2 separate regions of the Mus musculus genome follow, and region 2 is linked to region 1. Evidence: chromatin contacts called from public HiChIP or PLAC-seq data. All regions are on one chromosome and are shown on one strand. The core of a region is the stretch at or near the end of the contact, and the rest is flanking DNA. Distances in the headings are between cores, read along the strand shown.

What was found. HiChIP or PLAC-seq counts read pairs in DNA pulled down with a chosen protein or histone mark.
Region 2: an H3K27ac HiChIP or PLAC-seq map of embryonic stem cells shows a contact between it and region 1, with 11 read pairs. The contact joins the promoter of Ifnlr1 here to the promoter of 1700029M20Rik in region 1. A contact is called at or near these places in 5 of 39 promoter capture datasets (hippocampal neurons, liver, macrophages and 1 more), 4 of 484 Hi-C or Micro-C datasets (8-cell embryo, B cells and embryonic stem cells), 4 of 115 datasets of contacts at active chromatin or transcription factors (embryonic stem cells and memory CD8 T cells) and 3 of 9 other capture datasets (adipose tissue, liver and pancreatic islet).

The regions. Positions count from the first base shown.
Region 1 is chr4:135,625,373-135,627,928 of GRCm38.p6, reverse strand. It overlaps 1700029M20Rik (RIKEN cDNA 1700029M20 gene), which reads right to left and starts at 1,274. Exons shown (of 2, transcript NR_027909.1): 1 at 884-1,274; 2 at 1-173.
Region 2 is chr4:135,685,166-135,687,721 of GRCm38.p6, reverse strand. It overlaps Ifnlr1 (interferon lambda receptor 1), which reads right to left and starts at 1,265. Exons shown (of 7, transcript NM_174851.3): 1 at 1,123-1,265. The coding sequence starts at 1,180.

The DNA of each region.
Region 1 (2,556 bases), core at 25-2,524:
AGGATAAGTATGGTAAGATTGGGATGAGGGGTGGTTGAAAATGGCAGAGTAATTTCCTTCTTGCTGACGCTCTCAAGGACGAGTAGACAGCGATGCTCAAAGCTAGGAGGTGCGTGGACACTGGACATCGAGGAAAGTTGCCAAGAGAGTATAGGTGCTTGCTCCTGAGAGCCCTAGGGGAGAGAGTTGGAGTTGAGAAACACTTGGGAGTTCAGTGGCTGAAAACCTTTGTGTTGTGGTGGTGGGCTGGCTACCTCCTAGTGACAGGGGACCTGTGATCAGCCTCTCTTTTCTGAACCGCTAAAGGGATGGGTCTATCTTGAGAGGAGAGGGTCAGCCCAGGCCAGGGCCAGCAGACAGGGCAGGAACACAATATTGACAACATTATTACCCCAGCAGGTATCTGGGTAAGAAAGTGTGCTGGTGCCTCAGGGTTCGGGTATCAGAGAACTGAATAGGGCTTTGAAAGCCCGGGTAGGTTTTTACCCGTTCCATCTGCTCCCTTCACAATTCTGAGAGAAATGCAGATCACTCAAGGAAATAAGGAGAGACGTCCGTCGATTCAGGGGTGTCCTTGTGGAGTCTGGAGCTCACCTGAGGGTCTGGGAAGGTCCACTGGAGAAGGAAACATAACCTCCCTTCATAGACACAGAGCTCTGAGCTGCCCCATGAGGCAGGTAGGGTGAAGCCCTGCAGCTTGGAAGCATAAGAACGGGAATTTGCGACCACGTGGGCACACTCCAAGCCCTGCGCTCCTGACCATGATGCCCACCTCCACCCATTGGGAAAGGTCTTGGGAGGGTCGTATCCTTTAAGACTCGATGGTGGTCACGGGGTGGCCCTATCTGCTCCAGATCAGCACAACTATCTACTTTGTTCATACCTCACAACGGTCTTTCTCTCCCTTAAGGTGTGTTCTTGACGTTCCTCTGATGCTGCGGTCCCGGGAGCCATCCTTAAATCCTATCTAGTCATTCCTCCTGCCGTGCTTCAGCGGTTGGTCACGCTGCCCAACCTGATTTCCGTTCCAGGGCTATGGAAAACACCATGCTGGCCACAGCCCCCTAAACATGGGTGTGAGAGAGGAGCCAAGTCAATTTGCAAGTCGAATGACCCTGAAGCCGTGGGACTTCAGCGAGAGAGTTCGCTCAAACCGTTAACTCCCCCAGTCCTGGAAGTTAGGGAAAACGGTCTCTTTCAGATTGGTAGGTCGGCTGTCTCCAAGGTGACCCACATGTGCTGCTTCAGCTGGTTGGGTTAAAGTGTTAAAGAGAGGCGGGTCTGCGTGGACTCCGCCCAATAGGAGAGCTCGCCACTAAGCCATGTGGTCACAGGAGGGCCAATCAGAGCCTTGCAAGGACTACTGCTCCTGGGGCATAGGGGGGCAGCAAAATCGCTTTGAGAGTTATCAAAAATAGTACTTCTAGTCCTAGGTCGTTGTGAGCGTTGGAAGGGACACACGTAGCCACCCTCACACCCAGTCACACACTTGAGGCCCTTAATGGTTTGTCGTTGGACTAGAAGCTCTCTCGGACTCTGGTCACCTACCCCAGAGAAGATCGCAACTGGCTCTCTTCTGTTTCTTAAGCTTTGAGCCTCGCACAACCTAGCAAGGACTGGTGCTGGCAGGACCACGGGCTTCTCACCTCATGGGCCCAGGCAGGACGAAGCGGCTTCCTCAGCCATACAAGCACGGATGCCCTAGCTCAGTTTTGAACTTGGGTTTGTATTCCAAAGGAAGCCTGAGGCAGGAAGATTGGAAATTCAAAGGCCAGCTTAAGCTACATACCAAGACCCTGTGTCAAACAAACAAACAAACACCAGAAAAGTCTAACTGAGCCTCACATTCAGGTCTGGTGTGGATGGCTATTTCACGTATGTTCTCTTGGCTCATTGCAAGCCTAGAACCGCAGAGAGGGCATATCTTCTTAACACGGTAGGCCATGATAGGCAAGAACTGGTGAGACCATTTCCTAACGTCTCCTTGCCCGGCTGCCTGATGTCATGAGTGGGTTCCCCAAGTGACACTGCTTAAGCCAGGACAAACCATCTGTTCTCCCAGAGGAGTATTTAAGAGAACAGTGGGAGTCTGGGGGCTCCCCCTGACAGACCTGTGGGGTTCTCCCAGCCTTCGAGGTTGGTGGGGTGGCAGTGGACATCACAGACTCAGGAACCAGAGCTACGCAGTGAGACCTCATCTCAAAAACCCAAGCAAGCAAGCGAACAAAAATATGAATACTAAATAAGGTAGAGGGCTATCGGGGAAGACATCCAGTGTTGACCTCTAGCCTCCACACAGACACACTGTGTGCAACTGCATATGTAAGCCTACCACACGAAGGAAGGAAGGAAGGAAGGAAGGAAGGAAGGAAGGAAGGAAAGAAGGAAAGAAGGAAAGAAGGAAAGAAGGAAAGAAGGAAAGAAGGAAAGAAGGAAAGAAGGAAGGAGAAGGGGAGGGAGGGAAGGAAATTAGGAAGTTAGGAAGGAAAGAAGGAAGGAAGGAAGGAAGGAGATTGGGAGAGAAAGAGAAGCACCAAAGGAGGGAAGGAAGGAGAA
Region 2 (2,556 bases), core at 16-2,515, 60 kb before region 1:
AGGCCACTCTGTATGTAAGCCCCTTAGTTTTAAGCCATCCGTGAGCCATCCATGAGCAGGACAGGCCCAAAGTTTGAGCTTGGCCACATGGGGAAAGTCACAGTTCAGAGTTGCCACACTTCACAGAGTCTTCAAGGGTTCCAGGGACTGGTATAGCACTGTATAAAATGTCATTCAGTCCTCAGGACAGACTACCCCTTGGGGCAAGGTGTTACCCACAGCCATCATCAAAGAGACACGGCTCAGAGATCAATGTTAACTAAACCAGTTTGTGTCAGGGATGGAACATAATCCCGTGTCCCCCAAGACCCTCGTTAACTCAAAAACACTGCTACAGAGCTGTGAGCTCGCTCAGGGCAGGGGCAGCACTGGTCATGGGCAAACCTAGGGCTCAGCCTTATTCCTCTGCCCTGTGTGTGCCCCTCTGGGGTACTTCTAAAGCAACCTATGAAGTGCTCTGAGCCTCAGTTTCCCTCACTTAAAAATGATGACTGTCTACCACTTAGAGCAGCTGGGTTGAAAACCTTAAGGAGAACACAGTGGCCAGGACAAAGAAGCAACCAAAAATAATATGAACGTTTATGATTGTTTATCGGCTCTAAGAACCCTTCCTGCTCCTTTGACTGCGTCTAGGACTCTGAAGTATGCCCATGGCTTCCTCCCTGGGGAAGTTGATGAGTGGAAAATTGGGGTTCGGTGCTTGGGTCCTGGCCTCGGGTATTCTGTGCCCCGCTGTCTTACCAGATGAAAGACAAAGAGAGAAAATGCCCCGTTAAAGAGTCTCCTAGCAGGGACCAGATCAACCAGAGCTGGATCCCGGCAGCTCCTGTATGTCCCCTATTAAAAGTGTCAATCAGGTATGCACTCTGGGATTCGGTCAACAAATACAGTCAACGCTTTCCGGTGTCTGTGCCTGGAACTCCCGGCCCTGCCTGGAATAAGGAAACCGGGATCCTTTCGTCCAGAAAAGGCCGTCCAAGCTCAGGATTGTTTCACTCTGGGACCAAGCAAACCCGCGGCAAGTGTACAGAATCCCTGAGGCCCAGCACCAAGTCCCCTCTCGGGACCTCGGGTGGGTGGCACATCTTCGCGGTCCCCGCGGTCCCCGCGGTCCGTACTTACCTAGGGCGCTCTGCAACAGGAACAGGAGTAGGGGCGCCCACCGGTCGGCCCGCCACATTTCGGTCCCTGGGGTCCCCGCCGCCCGCCGCAAGGCCCCTGGGCGGCAGGTGACAAGGGCGGCGGCCCAGGGAGGAGGAGCCTCCGGCGGTGCCACCGGTGGGGATTCACCTAGGGCTGCCCCGCGTCGCCTGCCGTGGGTGGGGGCGGGGCTCTCAGTAACATTTTTTAAAAATCAGACAAGAAATCCAGTTCTGGGGTTCCGTTGAGGAGTAAATAGCACCTAGGGTAGAGTTCGAGGAGACTGGCAAGACTCCCGTTTTGCAGGCGGAGCGGGGGATGGCACCCAGCCTGTCTTGCGAGTTTCTTACTGAGTTTCTGCAGGAATTCCCGGCAGGCTTGTTACTCCCCGCCTACATCGCGGTAAAAGCTTGGAGGAGGCTGTCCTAAGCTGCAACGCGGTCTGTGTCGCTACTAACCAGAAAGGACATCGCTTCAGGCTTTGTTTTCTATCCTGGAGCAGGGGACACTTCATTCCACCACACAAACCATTCTAACTAGCCAAGTGGGAAACGCTGGTTTTGTAAACAGAAGGGCCGAAACCAGAAACCTGCGAAACCACGGAAGGGGAAGCGGGATCTTTCTAAATTACTCTCCTTATAGGTAGAGTCGGGACAAGGCTAGGACAACAACGTGTGTGTGTGTGTGTGTGTGTGTGTGTGTGTGTGTGTGTGTGTGTCCTTTTGTGTGTAAGGATTAAGGGTTATGGACTTCATCTTCTGCATTTTGCCTGCACGGAGTGCGAATGGGGAGTTGGGGTGGATACCACATAGGTACATTGATATCTCTATGGAATTGTTGCAGAATACATACAAGATAGAAAAAGAACAAAAGCTGGACTTTTGGAAAGCAGGCCATTAGCTCAGGTTTCTCTTGATCTCCTGGGGGATTCAATAGACAGCTTAGTTTCTGTCTGGGGACCCAACTTTAACTCGAGTTATTTTGATTTGATTTTTTTTTTAAACTCTGCTCTGTTCAGGCCCAGCACAACAAGAGGTGTCTGGGATTTTTTAAACTACATTCGAGAAGCACAAAAACACATCCTAAAATTATGAGCTTTTTAAGGTACACACCTGCAATCCCAGCCCTGGGTTGATAGAGGTTGGGGGACCAGGAGTTCAAGGTTAACCTTGGCTATGTAAGAAATCAATCATTATGATCCATTTTCAGTATAAGGTGTGTTTAGGGCTCGTCAGAGATGGTGGAGGGGCTCTAGGCCCCTTTTTCCTCTGCCTAGCAGCTGGTGTCTGCTTCTCTAGGTATTGTCAGTGTGTTCTAGGGTTGAAAGTTACAGGTAGTCTGCCCGCCTGTAAGCTCACATATCAGAAAAGGAAAGGTTTGTGTCCTGTACCATTTAGATAAGGAATTCCGGAAGGG